2 separate regions of the Mus musculus genome follow, and region 2 is linked to region 1. A link is a contact called in public Hi-C data. All regions are on one chromosome and are shown on one strand. Each heading gives the region's core, a stretch centred on a gene start, on an enhancer-like site or on the middle of the called end of the contact. The rest is flanking DNA. Distances are from core to core; before and after follow the strand shown. Region 1 has its middle 13 kb from the start of Gm39741. Region 2 has its middle 21 kb from the start of Gm26203.

The links. Hi-C and Micro-C count contacts between places; a contact is called where the count stands out from the background.
Region 2: a Hi-C map of liver shows a contact between it and region 1, with 1.9 times the contacts expected there. The contact joins two enhancer-like sites. A contact is called at or near these places in 7 of 484 Hi-C or Micro-C datasets (the G1E-ER4 cell line, the HPC-7 cell line, Kupffer cells and 4 more), 3 of 115 datasets of contacts at active chromatin or transcription factors (the HPC-7 cell line, embryonic stem cells and pancreatic cancer cells) and 1 of 9 other capture datasets (embryonic stem cells).

Annotation. Positions count from the first base shown.
Region 1 is chr1:191,659,563-191,664,768 of GRCm38.p6, reverse strand. No RefSeq gene overlaps it. Among named protein-coding and RNA genes, the nearest start is that of Gm39741, 13 kb to the right of the region's middle. Within about 2 kb of position 2,403, at least 141 of the 459 cell types and tissues checked have an H3K27ac peak or open chromatin away from gene starts, as enhancers often do. A contact at or near this core is called in liver and pancreatic cancer cells, where this site is marked.
Region 2 is chr1:191,791,498-191,796,703 of GRCm38.p6, reverse strand. No RefSeq gene overlaps it. Among named protein-coding and RNA genes, the nearest start is that of Gm26203, 21 kb to the right of the region's middle. Within about 2 kb of position 2,888, at least 37 of the 459 cell types and tissues checked have an H3K27ac peak or open chromatin away from gene starts, as enhancers often do. A contact at or near this core is called in liver and pancreatic cancer cells, where this site is marked.

The DNA.
Region 1 (5,206 bases), core at 1,154-3,653:
TGCAGACAGAATCCTTCTGAGGATGTAGGAGCTCAAGAAAGTACCCAAGAGCTGAAGATGTCTGCAACCCTATAGGTGGAACAACAATATGAACTAACCAGTAACCCCAGAGCTCGTGTCTCTAGCTGCATATGTAGCAGAAGATAGCATAGTCAGCCATCAGTGGAAAGAGAGGCCCATTGGTCGTGCAAACTTTATCTGCCTCAGTACAGGGGAACGCCAGGGCCAAGAAGTGGGAGTGAGTGGGTAGGGGAGCAGGGTGGGGGGAGGGTATAGGGGACTTTTGTGATAGCATTTGAACTGTAAATGAAGAAAATATCTAATAATAATAAAAAAGAATCCTTCTGAGGGCTGTGAGGTAAACAGTGCGCTCCATGCCGCCCTCCTTGGCTGTTAGGTGGCCGTTCTCTCACTGCGTTCTCACGGGCTCAGTCTTCCCTCTGTGTGTGGTTGGTCCTTAATCTCCCCACTTTATAGAAGATACCTTTCATTTATGTTGGGGCTTGCTTGTGTGACTTCATTTTCAATTTCATTCTAATATTGTGCAACTGTTTGCCTTGTTGGTCATGTTCCAAATGAAGTCCTATTTTTTTTTAAAGATTTAGTTATTATATGTAAATACACTGTAGCTGTCTTCAGACACCCCAGAAAAGGGTGTCAGATCTTATTATGGATGGTTGTGAGCCACCATGTGTGGTTGCTGGGATTTGAACTCAGGACCTTCGCAAGAGCAGTCAGTGCTCTTAACCACTGAGCCATCTCTCCAGTCCATGAAATCCTATTCTAAGGTAGTCAGAATTCCCAATGTAAATCTGGAGAGATATAGCACAAAGAAGCCCATACGACACCTCCATAAGGCAACTCCATAAGGCACCTTGAACTTTAGATCTTGCAGCTTGTGTTGGCTGGCTCATCGAGGCGAGACAGGTAGATGACCTCCCCCACACACCGTGGCTTCCAGTACACAACCCACTCACTATTTGAGAATCTATCTAGAAACAAAGGAAACTCACTAGGAAAGATAAATATTTTGATATTATAGAACAGACTCCAAAAGTCCTCTTTGGATTAGATCAGGATCTGAACTCTGGCTAACCCCGCAAAGATCTATGGCTTGTTCGGAGGCTGAACAGAAGCTAAGAGAACTATATAGCAGAAACTAAGAAAAGCAAAATCAACAGGAGAGAAAGAAAATACATTAGGAGGGATACAAACCCAAGGAGATAGGAGGAGAGGGTTAGAGGAAGAAGGAAAAGAGGTCGAGGAGTTGTGAATTACCTCAGGTCACCTCAGAAATTGCAGCTGCTCTCTGGAGACTTGGTAATGCATGCAAATGTGTTTCTCGAGTTGAAGTGTTATACCATGGGAAAGTGTTGTTTTCTAAGGTAGAAATATCCAGGCACGGTGCCCTTTGGAGGCCAGCATCGCAGGTTTTCTGCCAGGCTACTCCCTAACTTTTTTTTGGTGTTGTTAATTTTTAAGCCACAACTAAAATAGCTCAAATCTTTTGTGAATTGCCGATCTCAGTCTCCATTGCTCTGGGATGCTTGATTTTTTTCAAAAATCAGCAAGTATGAAAACCTTCCGAGACACATTAACCTTTGCAGTCAACTTGTCAGGCTGGAATGTTTACTTAGTGCTGAGGTCCTGGGATAACTCCCAGAGGGGACGGCAGGTGACAGCCATGGCTGCCTCTCAGGCGTAGAATCTCGTCTTACTTTCCTGAGAATGAGTTAGCTACATTCCAGCACCTTCTACCTCAGGCCTGTTTGACTTAGAAACTGAGTCAGGAAAAAGCAAGTCTTTCCTACAATCTTTGAACTAAACTATTTGCAAGCTATATGCCCTGTATGCCAGTCTGCACTGTGACAAAAGACCCAAGAGCAAACCAGCTTAATGGAGGAAAGATTTGTTTTGGCTCACAATTTCACAAGTTACAGTCTATGGTTGTGTAGCTCCATTGGCTCTGGGTCTGTGGTAAGTGTACAGGACAGGGTGCTCCCCCCCCAGGCCCCCACACTTCAGTAAACTAGGTCCTGCCTCATAAGAGCCCACCACACTATGAACCCACCACTAGATTAACCCATGAATGACATCAGAGCTCCCACAGTCCAGTCCCCTCCTAAAGCCCCACCACTTAAACAGTAAACACGTGAGCACAGACTATAATATCTTCACCTTTATGTACCTCTAAAACCTAGTTAATGACAACTTGCTAGGTGAAGTTCATAAGCAAGGCTAAGGTGGAACCAAATTTTGAGAATTCTGGTTTGAGTATTCCACCAGGAAGGTTGACAGCGGCCCAACAGCAGTGCCACTGGGCCCCGAGTCATCTGGGTGGGCGTTTCCCTAGCAGCGTGTCATAAGTGAGTCAGTTTCCAGCTGCTGCCGCTCTTGCTTCCAGATATGATTCACTGCTAATTTAGCTCTGCTGTTGCAAGGTAGCTGAGCTCTGTGACGAGGGATGTGTGTTCAGCTGCTTCGTTACTGACACGAAACTTTCTTGTTTTGATTTATTCACTGTTTTGGGTTTTGCAGACAGAGTTTCTCTGTGTAGCCCTGGCTGACCTGGAGCTAGCTCTTTAGACCAGGCTGGTCAGCCTGCTCTGCTTTCGAGTGCTGGGATTAAAGGTGTGAGCCATCACACCCAGCTTTGCAACTTTCTTGACATTGTACCTATAGACAAGAATGCATTGCAGCAGGATCATGGTCAGTATGCCTTGATGGCTAAGGCACACATACACCTAATCTTTCCAAATACCCTTTGTACAGTTCCCTCCGTAGTGACCTTCAGTAATTTGTCCACTTGTGCATGAGAAAGGGAAGGGTGGGCCCACTCTGCTACTTTGCCCAATTTGAAAGCAGTGTTAAGAGTAAGGAAAAGAAAAGATTGAAAACCAAGCTTAAACAACAGACTGTGTCATGCTCCTTGCAAATGGCTTGCCAGTGACATGTGCAAATTAATTTCTCTCAGCAGATGTTTGGGTAATAAAAATACATATTTAGTTTTTTTTTTTCCAGCTCCTGCTCAGCTGTGGGTTCACTGCGGCTGTAGCAGGAAGCATTAGGATCTAATGAGCAGAGATTGAGAATTAAGGCCAGTTATTCTTATAATTATTCTTGGGAGAAAAGGCGAAGGGACTCTAGCCAGCCTGGGCTTTGCAAGCATAGCTCTGGAAGGCCTTGCCCTTCTCCCCGATTCCCTCTGCCTTGCTAAAAACTGTTAGATTACATTCCTAAAGCCAACCACCAAGGTCTAGTCCTTTATTTGGCTACTTCCCCCTCCTGAGACTGACTACCAAGGTCCAGCTATCAAAAAGTATTGAAGTCCAGCAATCAAATGTCCCATTTGTTCACCTAATTATCATACCCAATCAAGATATGCCGCCGCCTCCTAACCCAGCCTCTTCCTATAAATTACGCCTGCAAGGTCATTTGCTGCGGTTTTTCTGCCAGAGTGGCTGACACAACGGCCACTTTCTCTTCTTCCCCACTTTAAATAAAGGATCTCTCAGAAAACAGGTGTTTGGGTGTGGTTTGTGCCTAGTCAGGGTCTGAAAAGAACCCCCTGCTATGTGTGTGGGAGGGTCTTGCTCAAGAGGTTCCAGGGCAACTGCAAATATGACCAGACCAAGTCAGGCTCTGTAGGAGGGGCTACAGGATACAACTATTGTGGTGAAAGTTGTGAAAGTTGCTTGTTAGGCAATGGCCAGTGTTCCTAACAGCCTGGAGTACCTTTGGGGGACTTTAATACTTTGAGGTTTCCTTTGGCATCCAAGGAAAAAGGAATCCCACAAATTGGGCTGGGATGACTAAGGTACAATTAGGTATAAAATTATTCTCCCTGGAGGAGCCTGACGAATTTACGTGTGTCTGTGACAGCATTGTGTCACCTTTATACCACAAAGTTCCCGCTTTCCTTACAAGCTGTGCTTATGTGAGCAGGGTCTGCGTTACCCATCTTTGGAGAGACAGATTGGAAGACAGACTTGCTGCAGAACTTGAGGTTCAGATGAGTCTGCTATAAACCCTTGCTCCTCTGTGCTGCCTGTAGTCTGCGCCTCAGCTGCCTCACAGGATTGCCAGGAGGACAGTAACAACTTAAACACACTTTCTCATACACTCCACACACAAACTGGCTCACAGCCGTATTTCTAGCCATATGTAAACATTATGAAAATCCAGACGATAAGTAAAGGTACAGACAGAAGGGTGGATGGGTGGATGGATGGGTGGATGGATGGACACTCTTCTATACAAGGGTGGCAATACTTGCAAATAGCTTAACTTCTATTTAGCCATCTCTAGTGGAAAGGTTTTTCTCTTTCCCTGCATCCATATATACAAGGCAAGGAGAAGGATCTGATTGGCTGTTTCTGGGTTGCATGCCCACCACTGTGAGGTGAGAAGGGTTCCATGATTGGCTGTTGCACTGAAGTAATTTAGATGGGGAAAGGAAATCCCCTCAAAGGAAAGGCTGTCTAAATGCTGTCACAAACATAGATATGTGAGTGTGGAGGTAAGCTTGGCACGCAGAACACTGCTGTCTTTCAGTGGGTGAGATGTCAGTGCAAGGCTGTATGCTTGGGACCCAAGTCAACAGCAGACTGACTGTTCCTCCCTCCTTTCGACAGCTCCCAGTCCCACTGTTGTCAGTGGCTTCCACCTCCTCCCTTGAGTGTCTGTCCCAGGCACACTCAGAGTCACTTAATGAGACTGTTGGGAAACTCCAACCCAAGCGGGGATGTAAGGACCCCACTTGGTAACTCCCTTAGGGAAAGGAGAGATCACACTTTTTGGTTCTGAAATGGACTCACAAGGAAGTCAGAGAGCTACAGTAGAGGAGACAGAAAGGGAACCCGGAGAAGTCATCATTAGACCCTCCCTACTAGTGCTGGAAGAGTTCCACCCAGAGGGCATCCCTCGGAGCACAGGCTGGCTCTCCCTTCCTTCCCTACTAATGCTGGCAGGGTTTCATCCAAAAGGTGTCCTGCGGAGCACTGGCTGGCTCTCTTTCCTCCTCTCCCCGCAACCACCACTCTCTTCTGCTGTTTTCACAGTATCCAGTCTCTGCAGGCAACTTTCCTTCCCAAGCCAGATGTTCCATCCCTGGAGGCTGGAGTCCAGAGAGGCGGGGCTTGAGCAGGAGCAGAATCATTTAGCCCAGGTGTGGCTAGAGTCACATGTTGGGAGCAGAGCAGCAAGG
Region 2 (5,206 bases), core at 1,639-4,138, 130 kb before region 1:
GGTCACATGCTCATTTCTCTTGGATAAACCTTCAGCATGCAATAGCTGGGCCATCTGGTAGGTCTGATTGTTTTGGTCCCTAAATACTGAAAACAATCCAGCCAAACTTTCTACCCTTGTCTTTCCTGCCTCAAGGCAGATATAGACCTCCTCCCACCTTGGTTGCTAAGCTCTGAGAGCATCAGTAGATTTTATATATAGAGAGAGAATTTATGAGCCTGGCTTGTAGTCTGGAGAGCTAGCTCAACAGCCGCTGTGGTGTGACAGAAAGGCTGAGAATCTGGTTCAGTCCTCAAGGCTGTTTCCCTTGGCCTAGAGCCCTGAAGAGCCTCCGGTTTGCCCTGGAATCCTGATGAAATAGGTTTAACACTGGCCACACCCCAGGATAGATGAACTTTCCAGGAAAGTAAGGGCAAGTAAGCAAACAACAAAGCTTCCTTCTCCACAACCTTTTATCTGGGCTGCACCAAAAGGTCTGGACCAGACTGAAGGTGGGCTTTCCTATTTCAAATAATATGCTTAAGAAAAGCCTTCACAGGTGTGCCAAGCCACTTGGGTTTAGTTGATTCCAGATGTAGTCATGGTGACAACCAAGATGGCCAAGACAGCTACACCTATGGCGGACTGGCTTCATTAGAATCTTCCTTGGTGTTTTTCTGCCCTCTCCCCACTTTGTCTTCTGTCTTACTCGTCCAGTGAAAATGTCCAACTTTGTGACATCGATATCGACAGACAATGAAGAAGGCTGAGCTCGGATTGTTTGTATAGCTAAACGTTTATTGGTCTCACGTCTTCATTGATCTTCATTTTGATTCGCTGAGAGAGGCACAGCTGAGAACTTTCCTTGATGTTCCTATTGGCTCTGGTCCTTCCTGTCCACTTGTGTCGACTAAGGCCTGGCACTTCCTGCTAGGTCTGTCACTGCCGATGCTACCCCAACATTACCAGATTGGACTACTGGTATACCCGTAAAGCAAGTGGATCGAGCTGTCGTTGCCCACCTGTGAACTAAACGACTAGTTTCCTGAGGACACAGATGAGATTTACTACAAAGAACAATTTCTGAACAGGTCCATGTCCCCCGCCCCCATTTCCTTTCTTCTCCACTACCTCTGGTAGATGATGGGCTACTAGGGAGGTTAAAACATTTAAGATCCATCATTAAAAATGACATTAAAAATTAAAATGATAACAGAGACTTTTAGGTTAAGTTGTCAGGTTGATAAAGTTTTAAATTGCATGGCTCATGCTTGGTATCATGGCTAAGAAACCCTGCCTCTCAGGAGAGCACCAGGTTTTCTTGTGTGGTTCTACAAGGGTTTCATGGTTTTGTTTTTATACTTAGTATTTTTGGTTGGCTTTGTGATTATTTTTTGAGCCGTGGCTGGCATGCTATTCACGTTGTAGCCCATGCAGGCCTTGGACTCTCTGCAATCCTCCTGCCTTAACCTTCTCAGTGCCTGGGTTACAGAACGCGCTGCCACGTTCCGCCAAGACTTTGGCTTTGCAATCAGCATTTTTCCTTTGAGTTTGGTTGTTTACTTGTGTGAAACATTGGTTAGCTACATAGCTCAGACTGGCCTTGAACTCATGATTCTCCTGTGTCTGCCTCCCGAGTGTCAGGGTTACAGGCATGTGCCACTATTCTGCTTATATTTAGGTTTTGACCCATTTCGAGTTTGTTTTGTGTATGTCAAAAGCTGTGGAAGGTTGTGAACTCACCCGCATGAGTGTCCAGCTGCCTCTCCCCATTTGCCCACTGCCTTCTGTGCTGAATTGCACTTGAACCTTTGTAAATGCTCGGTTATACATTGTCACATTCATCTCCTGTACCTACTGTGACAAACTTCTACAAACTTGGTGGCCTAAGGAACAGGCCTCGTTTCTTAGTAAAGACTAAACCTCTCCTAGTTTTGGTGCCAGAAGAGCGACCTCAAAGAAGGGCCTCCAGGTTTCTGGAGGAAGGTAGGGTATATGCCCACTCCCTTCCCTGTGTCCCTGTGAGGGATGTGCCCCCCTTCCCTCCCCCCTTCCCTGCGTCCCTCTGGGGGATACGCCTCCTTCCCTGTGGCTTATCAGAGTCTGCCTCTGAGCAGCCGAGCAGAGCTGAGGTCTTTCTTCATGATGAGTGCATACTTCATGAGGACAGAAACCAGATCTTACTCGTCTCTGCTTCTCAACCCACAGTGGCTTGAGAGATGCACAGCTGGTCTGTAGAATGAATGAGCAGAAGAGGAGGCACCACCAGTATTCTGGGAAAGACTTCGCACATCATGCAAAAGTTGAAAGGGATGGAAGCCGGACATGGTGCAGGTTTGGGAGGTGGAGATGGAGCCCCGTAGCTCACTGACCAGCATATTAAACTGATGTCATCAAGCTCTGAACTTTGAACCTGGAGAGGAAACTTTCAGTGTGTTCGCTAAAGAAGGTTCAGAGCATGAACACAGCACGAGGTTATATGCACAAGGACCACCTGGGAAAAACAGGAGTTATCACAGCTGACCACACCCATGCACAGATGTACAAGTGTGCAAATACCAGGCTTGTAGAGTTGCACCTCAGACCTGGTGGGTTCAAACACACACACACACACACACACACACACACACACACACACACACACTCTTGCAACGTAGCTGTCTGTGATACTATGAGTCAAAGTGCAGGTGGCCAGAAGCCTAAGCAAACATGTGAGCTGCCTCCTAACAAGGAAAGGAAAACAGGAAATGGATGCTGTGCAGCCTCTCCTCTCTCCTTCCTTCCCCCGTCTTCCAGATAGCAGCCCAGACAACAGGCTACAAACAACACCCTGGCAGCCATTGCATCTCACGATGCTCCAAGGGAGTAGGAAACAAGTTGGTTCCCAGAATGCTTTGCAAAGGCTCTGCATTGGACTATATAGAGGCCTCAGGGGAGTGGGGCTGCCTGGGTACTAATCCTGGGCTGGGCCCCTACAGCAGCTTGGCTAGTTCTGGCCTCCTGCTTGGTGTTTAAGTTTTGCCTGGACCTTGTTTGTTATCAGGCCTCCCACAATGAACTGAGTATCTTTTTAGGGGTGACCATGCCTCCCCTGAGCTCTTCCAGGAGGAGTCAGGCTTGTTTTCTCTTAGTCTTCACAGCACCCGAAGCTAGAGTGATTTTCAGCTGGGTTTCTGTCCGTGGGCCATTCCTTCCTCTCTGCAGATCTTTTAGGAACTCCTATCTGCTCAGGGCTTCCCACATGGGGCTGTGATGAACTTCTAGACTCTGGGTCTCAATCCGTGGCTGGCTCTGACTCGTACTCAATCCTAGCTGTAGCACCCAAGGGTCACTCCTCTCGGGTTTCGGGGCATATCAGCATCACCAGGGAATCGGTGAGAACCCGAGATTTCCTCAATAATTCATACCCCATGTCCCTCCTCCTGCAACATCACGTGGATCTGAACAAAGGCAGTGAACATTATCCAGCAGTAACCTAATCTCCTGGGTCGTTTACCAACAACACTCAGAGTGATCTCAAGGATTACCTTGGACTCTGGCCAGCACCTGGGAGACTGGGCCTAACTGAAGGCCAAATGGCCCAGGGTGCCAAGTAAGCCAACAGTGAGTTCCACTGAGGGGAGCTGGAAAATAAGCAAGCAAAAGATGTCTGGGAACTGCGGCTGTGGAGGCCTGTGTAGACTTCCATCCCACTAGCTGGAGCAGTGAAGCTGGGGCACCCCGTTCTCCACAAGGTCTCTGGTCTTGTCTACAGTTTGCCCCAGCAGAGCCAAACTGCAAGCCCATTGCTTGTTGGCACACACCTTCTCTGTACTGAGACTGCCACTGCACAGCAGGGGGAAAGGAGGTAGGAGCTCACCTCTGGATCATAAGGGATACAGACCAATAGTTTCTGGCATGACTGCTACAGGACACAGCAGAGATGTGCCCAGTGTGCATGGAACCAAGAAAAAAACATCAAACTGGAAGTTCTGGTGATGGAAGGTTCTCTGGAGGCTTTGGCCTGGAACTGGGTGTTAGAGGGTAAACAGGATTCTGGGGGCAAGAAAGCAGCTGGGATTTGGGGCAACGGGACAGCAAGCAACTTTGGGAAAGAAAGGGTTTATTTGGGTTACACGTCCACAGTACTGTCCTTCGTAGAGGGAAGCCAAGGCAGAAACTCAAGAAGGAACCTAAAGCCAGACAAGCCTGCTTGCTATTCCACACACCATTTGCCTCTCCCCGAGAAAACTCCCGTCACAAAGTGACACAACAGGAACTGTGGAGCAGCTGCTGGCTGGCACTCAGGTGTATGCTCATCTAGCTTTCTCATACGGTTTAGGACCATCTGCTTGCGGGATGGTGCTACCCACAGAAGACTGGGCCATTCTACCCAGTGAACAATCCCTGCCTCCAGACGTGCCCACGGGCCATTATGAGAGGCAATTCCTTGATTGAAATTCTCTTCCTAGATAAATTCTAGGTTCTGTCAATTTGGCAGTTAAAGCTGACTAGCTAGGATGAACTCATTCATGTACATAGGTATGTATGTATGTATGTATGTATGTATGTATGTATGTATGTATATTTTCTCAGAATAGCCCAGGCTAGCCTTGAACTCATTGGGTAGCTGAAGATATTTTTGACCTTCTGGTCCTCCTGCCTCCACCTCCCAAGTGCTGGGCCTGCAGGCTTGTGACACCACAGTTGGTTTATACGGCACTGGGAATCAAATCCAGGGCGTCATGCATTCTAAGCGAGTAATCCACTAAATAAATAAGTTAATCCTCAGCCTGGGCTCTCTTGTAAATGAGAGACACTCAGCTCAGACCAGGTTAAACAACCCAGAGAACTACAAGTCTCCATAACACGGGGGAGCCATCCTTGGGCTCACACTTGGCATTTGGATTCGCCATTCTCACCTTTCTCTCTGCGGCCTCTTACTCTGTGTGATCCATGTTCTCCTCTAGCCTCAGAGCTTCCTCAGTGTTCTGTGAGAGCAGTGTAGCTATGGACAGCCCTGGACTCATGTCACCCCAGTTCGTTGCCTCAGAAGGCAAAATTCTCCCAGGATCTTGAGATGGAGCCATCCTGAGTTCAGGGCTCTTAATCTAATGAGCGATGTCCTAAGGAGAGAGGCTGTGGCTATGGGGAGAAAGCTAACTCAGGTGGAGCAGAGATGGAAGGACATGCCAAGGCCTCTCTGAGTCACCAGAAGCAGGGACAGGACTGGCCTTGCTAACATGAT